2 separate regions of the Mus musculus genome follow, and region 1 is linked to region 2. Evidence: chromatin contacts called from public Hi-C data. All regions are on one chromosome and are shown on one strand. Each heading gives the region's core, a stretch centred on a gene start, on an enhancer-like site or on the middle of the called end of the contact. The rest is flanking DNA. Distances are from core to core; before and after follow the strand shown.

Region 1 (4,824 bases), core at 963-3,462, 68 kb after region 2:
AATGAGTCATAGCATATGGTTACCTGTCTATGGGTTTATGCATTCATTTAAGAGTCTCTTAATATTGATCATAGACCTACTATATAGCAGAATGAACTGTGAATTCTTGAATGTAGAGAGACCTGGCTTAGTCATCTCTTCACCTCAGGACCTAGCACAAAACATTCATATTTTATTTATTTATTTTTGAACATGTATATCTATGTGTGTGTGCACATGTATGCGTGTGTGTGTGTGTGTGCAAATGTGTGCACATGCCTTTGGAGGCCATAGGAGAATGTCAAGTGCTCTTCACAATTTCTTTTTTGTTTTATGTTTTGTTTTATTTTGGTTTTAAGACAAGATCTTGCCTGAGGCTTGGCAGGCAAGCCTCCCAAATCCTATTGTCTCTGCCTCCTCAGACCTGGGATCACAGGTGCATGCCACTAGTCCTAGATTTTTAATGGGAATTCTGGGGATTTAATTTGGATTCTGAAGTTTGCAAGACAAATCTTTTAGTAACTGAGCTATTTCTCCAGCTTGTGTGTATTAGTCAGGGTTCTCTAGAGTCATAGAACTTATAGAATCAAGGTGTGTGTGTGTGTGTGTGTGTGTGTGTGTGTGTGTGTGTGTGTCTAGGTGTGGTCCAGTTACTCCAACAATTATGAACGGAAAAGTCCAAGAATCCAGTAGTTGCTCAGTCAATGAGTCTGGATATCTCAGCTGGAATCATGAAGGGATGTGCTCTAATGCCAGTGAGGAAATGGAGCAAGGGAAGTGCATATAGGCAGGGGAAACTTTCTTTGATGCCCTTCTATAGGCTTTCAGCAGAAGGTGTTGCCCTGATTAGAGCTGGATTAAAGATTTGACTTAAAGGTGTGTCTTCCTACCTTAAAGATGGGGATTGGAAGAAGATTTTCCCACTTCGAATTAAGCAGAAATTCCTCATAGGTACACCCTCCATTTGGGGGGGGGTTTAGTTAATTCCAGATGTAGTCAAGTTGACAACCAAGAAAAACCATCATATTGTGCTATACAGATTTTAAATGCTACATAAAATTGTAATGAACACGGATTCAGATTGTTTACCCATCTCCTATGACTCTCATTCTCTGAACCCTACAACTTCCACAGTGGGTGAAATGGTCCACTTCAATCTGAAATGGCAGTGTTACTCTTGCCTGGAAACAGAATAGCTCAACATAAGAAAGAAACCTTTAAAAAAATGTTTTAATTTATTAAAGGATTCAACCCAGAATGGCTCTGTTACTCTTTCCCTGGCCTCGTGTATCCTGGTCCTGAGGTCAATGATAACCTCTTAGAAGGCAGTAACAAGTTATTTTGGTCTCACTAAGAATGATCATGAAGCAACTCGTGTTTCTTTCTGAGTTAATAAAGAACATTTGCTGCAAAACCACAGGGCCCTGCAGATAAAGCAATTGGCAAGAAATGGTAGGCTTAAATACCAGAAAACAGCCCGTATCCAAACAGGTGTGCCATAAAGCAGGGTAAATAAGCCTCGAAGTATGCGGTTCAACCCCAGCAAGATTGCTTAAGAATCTTTCCTTCTAGCCTGAAAAAAAAAAAAAAAGCTAGACCCCAAACCAGCCCTCTAGTGTCCTTTTCAGATGCCACAGCTGGAAAAACAGATCTTGTCAGACAGTCCAAAGTAAGAGTTGTTTTAATTTTTTTTTAATGGCCAGATAAACAAAGCCTGGGGAGGGGAGTGATTACAGTTTTGTGAATGTGGCCTTGGGCGCAGATCTTGTGAAAGACCTTTTAGAGCCATCCAGAACTTTCAGCCTTTAAGAACTGTGTCTGCCTCTTTGAATTAGCAGTGACCACTTCACGTTGTGTTGGGATGTATTTAAAAATACAGGAATTTGTGTGTGTGTGTGTGTGTGTGTGTGTGTGTGTTTGTGGTGGTGGTGGTGGTGGCTCAGTTTTCCTAACCATGTGGGTCTTTCACTTAAGAGTACAGATGCCTGAAGAGAAAGCTTTGGTTTGGTTTCCATTAAGACCCGCTAAGTGCACAGGAAACATGGCTTCGAGCCACCAAGGATCAAATAAACTCTCTCTTTTTTTTTTTTTTTTTTTTTTTTTTTTTACTTTTCTGGCCAAGAACAAAGGTAGGCTATGCAAGAGCGTCTAGAAGTACAGGAGTTAAATATTTCCCACTGGGCTGTTTTGGTGTTTGTCATTATTTGTTCTTTGCCGACCTGTGTCGAGCAAGGAAAAAGTCAAAAACAACCTTCACAGGGACTAAAGAACTCTGGGAATAGGTTATACTTACCACAGCTCCATGCCAGGGAGATATTGCAGTGGGAATGGGTAGTCTTTGAGTCCGAAGTTCAAATTCTGACTCCACTGTTGCTGAGAAAGGCGATAGTCACTTCTAAACCCGTTTTTCACCTTTAGCATGGCCTTATATGTATAGTGCCTATGAAGACTGAATGTGAGTACATGCCAGGCATGTGCGGACACAGGAAGATGACATCCTGTGAAGTATACACATGTGAAATCATCACCATGTAGCCTAGGCTGGATTGAAACTCATAATCCTCCTGCCTCAGCCTCCAGAGGGCTAGAATTATAGGCATGCAATCTCCTGCCAGGCTAATTATCATAAGACAATCTACACACAGCTTCCATTTGAACCATTGGGCTGTTCTCCTTGGAGTCTGCCCTTTGGGCACACCCTTCTCAGCATGCAACCTTAATTCCCATGCCTTCCTTTTATTATAACTTTTATTAACAAATAAATATATTTATTGATAAATAAACCAAATATGGTTTTATTTAGTTATTTTTGAGGGTCTGACTATGTAGCCCTATTTGGCCTAGAACTCACAAAAATCCACCTACCACTGGCTTCCTAGTTCCTAGACTAAAAATGGGTACCACTGCACCCGGCCAATTGTTACAACTTTTGATCTGTGCTGTGAAAAATGGAACCAAACCAGGAGTGAAAAACCAAAGCAAGGTGATCATTTGTCAAAGTTGTTTTTAAAATGTGTGGTTCTGGTTTCAGTTCTTGCTTCCTAGCCAAGTGATCATTTCCAGCTTTCTCTCCCTCACCTACAGAAAGAGCAGCATGGGGAGAGATTCTTAAGTTACTCTCCTCAAGGTAGTGACACCTGTGCTGGCTTGCATGCCAGGCTTCCTCTCTGAGTCTGTCTAGTTACAGAGACTTCACCTGCTGCCCCCGTCAGCTGAACACTGCCCTCTCCTCACAGCTAACTGACCTTCAATATCCACTTCACAGCCAGGACCCACCAGACCCCACTTTAGTCCTGTGAACAAACATTTTGACTTGTGCCAAATTCAGTGTCTCAGAAAGTACAGCCCCACTCTGGCTGGATCTAGAAGGAATCTGGGCATCCTCTTAGAAACTCCATTTCCTCTAAAAAGTGATGCTGGTGGGTGGGTCTCCCTTTATGTTGTGAGTAACAAAAATGATCTCTCTCTCTCTCTCTCTCTCTCTCTCTCTCCCTCCTCCCTCCCTTCCCCAACAAGTATAAATAGGCGCTCCTCTTATCTGATCATCCCCTAAATGTTTTTCATTTGAAAAATGCAGTTAATTTTAGATAATTGTCAGCGATAATCTCAAACTTGTGTGTAGCACGGGCCCTGGTTTTAAGTTCCGAGAATCTAAGAACAGCATGATTTGTCTAAAGGACCTTGTCTGGGCCCCAGTGCCTCTGACTTGCCACTCTTATCAGAACACAGTGAGGCTCTCCTTAACTGAATCAGAGGTATGACTGCTTCTGCAGAGGGCTCCTCTGAACCCTCTCAGCTGCCTATGTGGGGTTTGAAGGCTGGAGACAAGCACCAGGGAGCTCAGAGCAAGATGGAGTTAAATCTGAGGCCCCCCAACATTGCCTACAGGGTTAACTCTGCAAGGATAAAGTGGCCTCTACCCCCTGAGCCTCCTAGGTCCCTCCTGGAGATCCTGCAAAGATAACTACAGTCATAAATGTTATGCAAAGGCTGCCTTGAGACCTTTCTAAATAGCAGGCTGTTTTCAGAGCCTGGGCAGCATTTGTCCTGGCCAGAGTTAAGAGGTAAAGAACGTTCCACTCGTAAGCTTGCATGGAAAAAAGATTCTTGAAGCTTTTTATCTATCTCTCTTTCTTTCTGCTAACAAGGTATGCAGAGGATTCCAAATTCCAGTAAGAGAAGGTTAAAATGTGTGGATTTGCTGAATAGAGTCATCTTCCCTCCACCCTTTGGTTTTTCCATAAAGTGTCATAAAACGCCACTGTACTAACAAACATTTTGGGAAGGGAACAGGCTTCAGGCCAAGATACCACAAGCTTAAGGGGGTGGGGGTGGGGTGATCTGAGCTCTGAAGGACAACATCCTGTGCAGAGTCATTCTTCAAGCAGGGTTTGACTTTAACAGTAGTATTCAACCAACAACAGACCTCTGGTTGTCTTGGGCTCCCCCACACAATGATAGACAGCAGGAGGAAGCCCCGTGTACCTATCTACATATGACTCAGAAATGTTAATAAAGAACTGGAGCGATGGCTCAGTGGCTAAATGTCCCATGTTCCAGCCTCAGAATGAATGTAAGAAGCCAGACACAGTGTTGTATCCCTGTAACCTCAGGAGAGGGGTATACAGAGAGAATCGTGAGGATTCAAGGAGTTCATAGGCCATGCAGTCTAGCTGAAAATGCAAATGCAAGGTCCAGTAGGAAAGCCTGTCTCAAAAGCTAATGTTGAGAACAATCAAGGAAAGACATCCAACAGCCTCTGGCCTCCATGTCATGCCACAGGCAAGTATACCTACATATGTAGCTGATCATAGTTTGAGCATGTACCTCATACATACCACATAT
Region 2 (4,733 bases), core at 1,847-4,346:
ATATCTGTGGGCTAGGAGTGTTCACCACAATATATGGGAGATAGAGAAACTTTGTGAGAGAATAAACATGTAATCAGCTCTGGATTTAGAATTAGAAAACTTTTATCACCTTGTTGAGTCATCTTACTTTTCTGAGCCTCATCTACAACTGCCATCCTGCCTAAGAAGGAATGAGCTCAAGGTGAACAGTGTCCTGATGGAGTGATCCTAAGATCAAGTTAGAGACTGAGCTGGGGCACCCATAAGGTAGAGGTGTGTGTGTGTGTGTGTGTTTGTATATGGAGTCATTCAGAAAGCAATGCCCATTAAGATAAAATTGTACTCTCTGTCTCATTCCAGAGGGAAACCATGCCCCTTCACTGTCAGACAGTGGCTTTGGAGCTGATCGAGCCTACTCTGAGGCCTGCTGGGAACCACTTTCAGCAGAATGGCTTACGGAACTGGCTAGGAAGCCAGTATCCTTGGAAACTTCCCGTTCACCTTGGCGCCATGGGTCCCCATGAAACTCATTGCCTCACGCCTTCCTGTCAAAGATCTTTCGCTGATGTGTTCCCAAGGGCATTCTGGATCAGCCTGAAATTCAGTCTGTCCATTCTGATCCACAGGAATCCCCTCCAAGTAGGACAGTCAATGGCTTACACCTGAATGTGTTGACTGCTACCCCTGTCCTAAGACAAGGGGTGTCAGCTAGGGAACCAGAAATGAAATATCTGGGAAATCAGACATTGTGTGAAAACAACGGGTTTTTAGGATGTTTGATTTACTATTCATCTGTGCACAGCTGCCATGCAGAAAATAGGATGGGTGCCAAGCTCGGGAGCTGATGGAGAGGGTCGGAGAGCGTGCCAACAAAAGGAATGACAGTGTTGTTTGCACACTTAACATGTTAACTTGACTTTAAAAACCCGGCTGCTCTGGTCACTGATTGTTCCAGCGACGCCATCGGCTTGCAGCTCTATTTATCTGTTGAACTGCTGGCTCTGTTTGCTGTTGCCTTCTTTGTCTTAATGAAAGAGATTTAAGAGACTTCCCTGCCTCAAAGGGTGAATCCGTACTGGACTCTGACAACCGCTGCTTTCCTTTCTATTTTCTTCCTTTCATATTCGAACGCCCACATGGAAATTCACATAGTGTAAAACTGGCATTTTTAAGGTGTACGCTTCAGTGGTACTGGAAGTGTTTGTATGTGAAAACAGAACCCGATTTACTTCTAAGACTTTCATGAAAACTCCAAGCCACTAGGCAATCAGCTCTTACTCTATGCCTCTCCTGGCAATTACTGATGTATGGCTTGCTCTTCACTGGCTTTACCTGTCCTGAGCAGTTCTTAGAAATGAGGTCTTACAAGGTGTGAATTTTTGTATCTTCGCTCTGCGACTTAGCTTAGTGAATTCAGACCCAACCTATGTTGTAGTAGGTGCTGGTCATTCTTTCTATGGCTGAGTACTCTTCCGCTGTATGGAGACACCGTATTTGTTTATCCATCATGTGTTGATGGATGTTTGGTCTCTCCTTGCCTTTTGAATACTATGAATAATGTTGCTGTGACTGTTTTCATACAAGGGTTTGAAGTTCTGTTTTCATTTCTTAGGAGTGTATATCTAGAAATAGAATTGCTGGGCCATGTGGGTAATGCTATGTTTAACTTTTGGAGCAATTGTGAATATTTTAAGGACACTCTTTCGCAATCAGCCTTGGTATCCCATCGGCAAACATGTTTTCCACCCAACAGTTAAGCTAGGGGTCACTTCCTGAGACAGTACTGGCTTTCTGTGCAGGAATGAGAAAGATAAAGAGGGCAGAGGTCCTAGGAGGCCCTGCTCCTCCTTCATGGTAACAATTAGCTAGACATCCAAGAAAGCATTAGCTTTGGAATCCCATGTAAACCTCAAGGGGCTGACATTTTTTCCTCTCTCCCTCTCCCCCACCACTCCCATCCCCCCTCCCTCTGCCTCCCTCTCCTTTCCTCCTCCCTCTCCCCCTCCCTCTCCTTCCTGCTTCCCTGCCCCCTCTCTCTGGTGTATGGATTTGTGTGTCCAGGTGCAAACATATGTATGTGTGCCTGTGAAGGCAAAGGGAGTTGGTCAGGTGTCTTACTCTACCATGTTCTACCTTATTCTCTTGAGATAGTCTTTCTTTCACTGGACCCGAAGTTCAGTATTTTGGGCTGTGCTGACTGCTTAGTGAATTCCTAGATTTGGCTGTCTCATTCCTTCTATGATGGTATTATAGGCACTCATGCCCAGATTTTTTTCTTAATTGTGTGTGTGTGTGTGTATATATGAATATATGAGAATATATATGTATATATATATATATATATATATGTATATGTAAAACAGGCATCCAAGGAATAATAATACAATTCAATACAATACAATACAATACAATACAATACAATACAATACAATACAATACAATGTGGAGAAAACAAAACCAACCAAATTGGAATAGGACAAAAGATAGAAACAGAGGAAAAAGCATTAGAAAATCATATAGATGCATAGACACACATATTCACACATGCAAAAATTCCATTAAAAACACAAAATTAGAAGCTGTAAGATATATTTTCAGAGAAATGGAGGAGGAGAGGGCCGCATCTTTTTTTCAGGATTATCCTGTCCCCTGTTCTTACACTACATGACATTTGTCCCAACAGGTCTGTGATTCCAGTGGCAATGATCCTTCTACACCTGTGAGGAGAATGATGTTTCAAGGGGTTAAGCAAAGTACACATGATTTCCCAGCCCATAGCTGGAAGGGACAGGATGCAGAGGGAGAACTCTCCCATGTGTTGAATAGACATTGGTTCACGGCTGCTTATTATTGGCTGATCCTGTGCCTTGACCTTGGCCATTCCCACATAGACTTGTTTCATCTTCAGAGACCTTCAGCTTATGGAAAAGGAGTTTGGGGTGCAGTGAGGTCCTGCAATGTGTTCAAAGCAAACAGCTCCCTGAAGACACTGTAGGGAACTCCCAATTCTGAAGTCCCATTGGTTGCAAGTCTGTTTATTTGGCTCAGTATGGCAGCGGTTCATCTGTCCTCAGACCAGGTCCAGGAGGAATGGCTGCCAAGGAACTCACACAATTGCATCATACATTTCTGACTGTAGTCAACCATCTGTTACGGCATGAGGAGATTACCACATTAGGATAGAGGCTGGGGGCAGGATGGCTTTCTGAGTTGCTTATAGGTAGTGATTTTTCCCTATGATGAATTAGAAAGAGAAATCTTTGATGAGTTGGTAGTTTGGTCCAACAAGAGCTGAGGTATAATGCTTTGAACTAGAACACGTGGGAAGCAGGATTTACTTCCAAATATGTGTGTTGTCTAGGCTCAAGTATGTCTAAATAAGGATGGGTTCCTTATTCATATGCATTGCCTGTTTTTGTGTATATGTGTTCATAACACTGTGTAGAAGGGGTGGGCTGGTTTGGGGAAGGGACAGGGAACTCCCCGCTGTGATGGATTCTTCTAGGTCTCTTATGCAGGTGAAGCAAACTTCTGTGGGTCCCCTGGAACCACCAGGGTGGTTACTCATTCTTCTGGACTACCTGGCTCCGCTTCCAAATTCTGATTCAGATGATTTGTCGTAGACTCCAGAAACATGCATTTTCACAAGCTCCCCAGGGAGTCCTGATGTTCATGATATTTGGACCATACCTGGAGAATTTCAAGTTTCGAAAACATCAAAGATTGATTGACATATGTCAAACTTAAACATCTATCTCCACATGGTCCAATTTCATGCCCCCACCTTTTTTTTATGGAAGACAAAGAGCGAGAGATCTTTGGGAAGTGCATCTTAGACAGTACCCTCCGCAAGCCCTCTTTCTCCAAAGTCCACAGGAGTCATGAGGTCAACTGTATTTTTAAGGTTCAAATTCCATCTTGCTAAATGCCAAATTCTGGTTTCATACCGCACTGGAATGCAGCTTACATCCCTTAAAAAAAATAAAAAAGGTGTGTGTAGGAGGGGGTGGGATGGAAGACTTACTTGACAGTGTTACAAGGAGACAAGCTGGAAGCAAACATTTGACACTCCAGCCCTGGAATGCTGTAAAAATTTAATTAGGTGGATCCATTAGTCATGCCCACATACGGGTTTCATACAGGGCTTACAAAAATGCAGGCTGCTGAAGGGGCCTTTCAGACCTTCCTGTAAATGCCATTTCCCTCCTTATTGGGAAATGTGTTCTCCCTGGTACTTTGGAGCCAGGCTTTGTATTTGTATTTACAAAACAGAGTTAGGGTGAGATTAACTTTTTTTTTCACTGAAAGGGGCGAGGAGGTCCAAATGGGAGCCCACTTTTAATAAGGGAGTTTGCCCAGCCTGACTGCTTCTGATTCAGCTGGGGAACAGAGGTGATGTTGGGGTCCTGCCTTTGATTGCTTCCTGACTCTACTTTCCAGGTTTCAGGTGGCAGAAAGGAGGTCATGTGGGAGACGGCCTGGAGATGAGCCTGAGTCCTTTGTCTGTAGCTTGTCTTTGCCAAAGGGCCAGGATGCAACAAGTGTGGTTCTGTTTCCAAGTTGAAAAGATACAAGCAGATCCTCAGCTTCCAAACCAGAGTTTAGAAGGGGACTTGGAACTAGAAAGCAGACATTTGTAAAGTTTAAGACCTTCAATGCACATAGCTTGACTTGGAAGCAGACATTTCCTGCTTAGGAACACCCTAGTTTTGAATCTATTTATCCAGTGAGAGAAAGTGGAGGAGAGCTATTGT

Evidence for each region. A called contact is a pair of places that touch in the nucleus more often than the background predicts.
Region 1: a contact with region 2 is called in a Hi-C map of liver, with 3 times the contacts expected there. The contact joins two enhancer-like sites. A contact is called at or near these places in 1 of 39 promoter capture datasets (liver), 7 of 484 Hi-C or Micro-C datasets (liver and uterus) and 2 of 115 datasets of contacts at active chromatin or transcription factors (kidney and pancreatic cancer cells).

What each region holds. Positions count from the first base shown.
Region 1 is chr8:115,822,364-115,827,187 of GRCm38.p6, forward strand. No RefSeq gene overlaps it. Among named protein-coding and RNA genes, the nearest start is that of Gm30925, 5.4 kb to the right of the region's middle. Within about 2 kb of position 2,213, at least 10 of the 459 cell types and tissues checked have an H3K27ac peak or open chromatin away from gene starts, as enhancers often do. A contact at or near this core is called in kidney and liver, where this site is marked.
Region 2 is chr8:115,753,160-115,757,892 of GRCm38.p6, forward strand. No RefSeq gene overlaps it. Among named protein-coding and RNA genes, the nearest start is that of Gm51552, 36 kb to the left of the region's middle. Within about 2 kb of position 3,097, at least 32 of the 459 cell types and tissues checked have an H3K27ac peak or open chromatin away from gene starts, as enhancers often do. A contact at or near this core is called in kidney and liver, where this site is marked.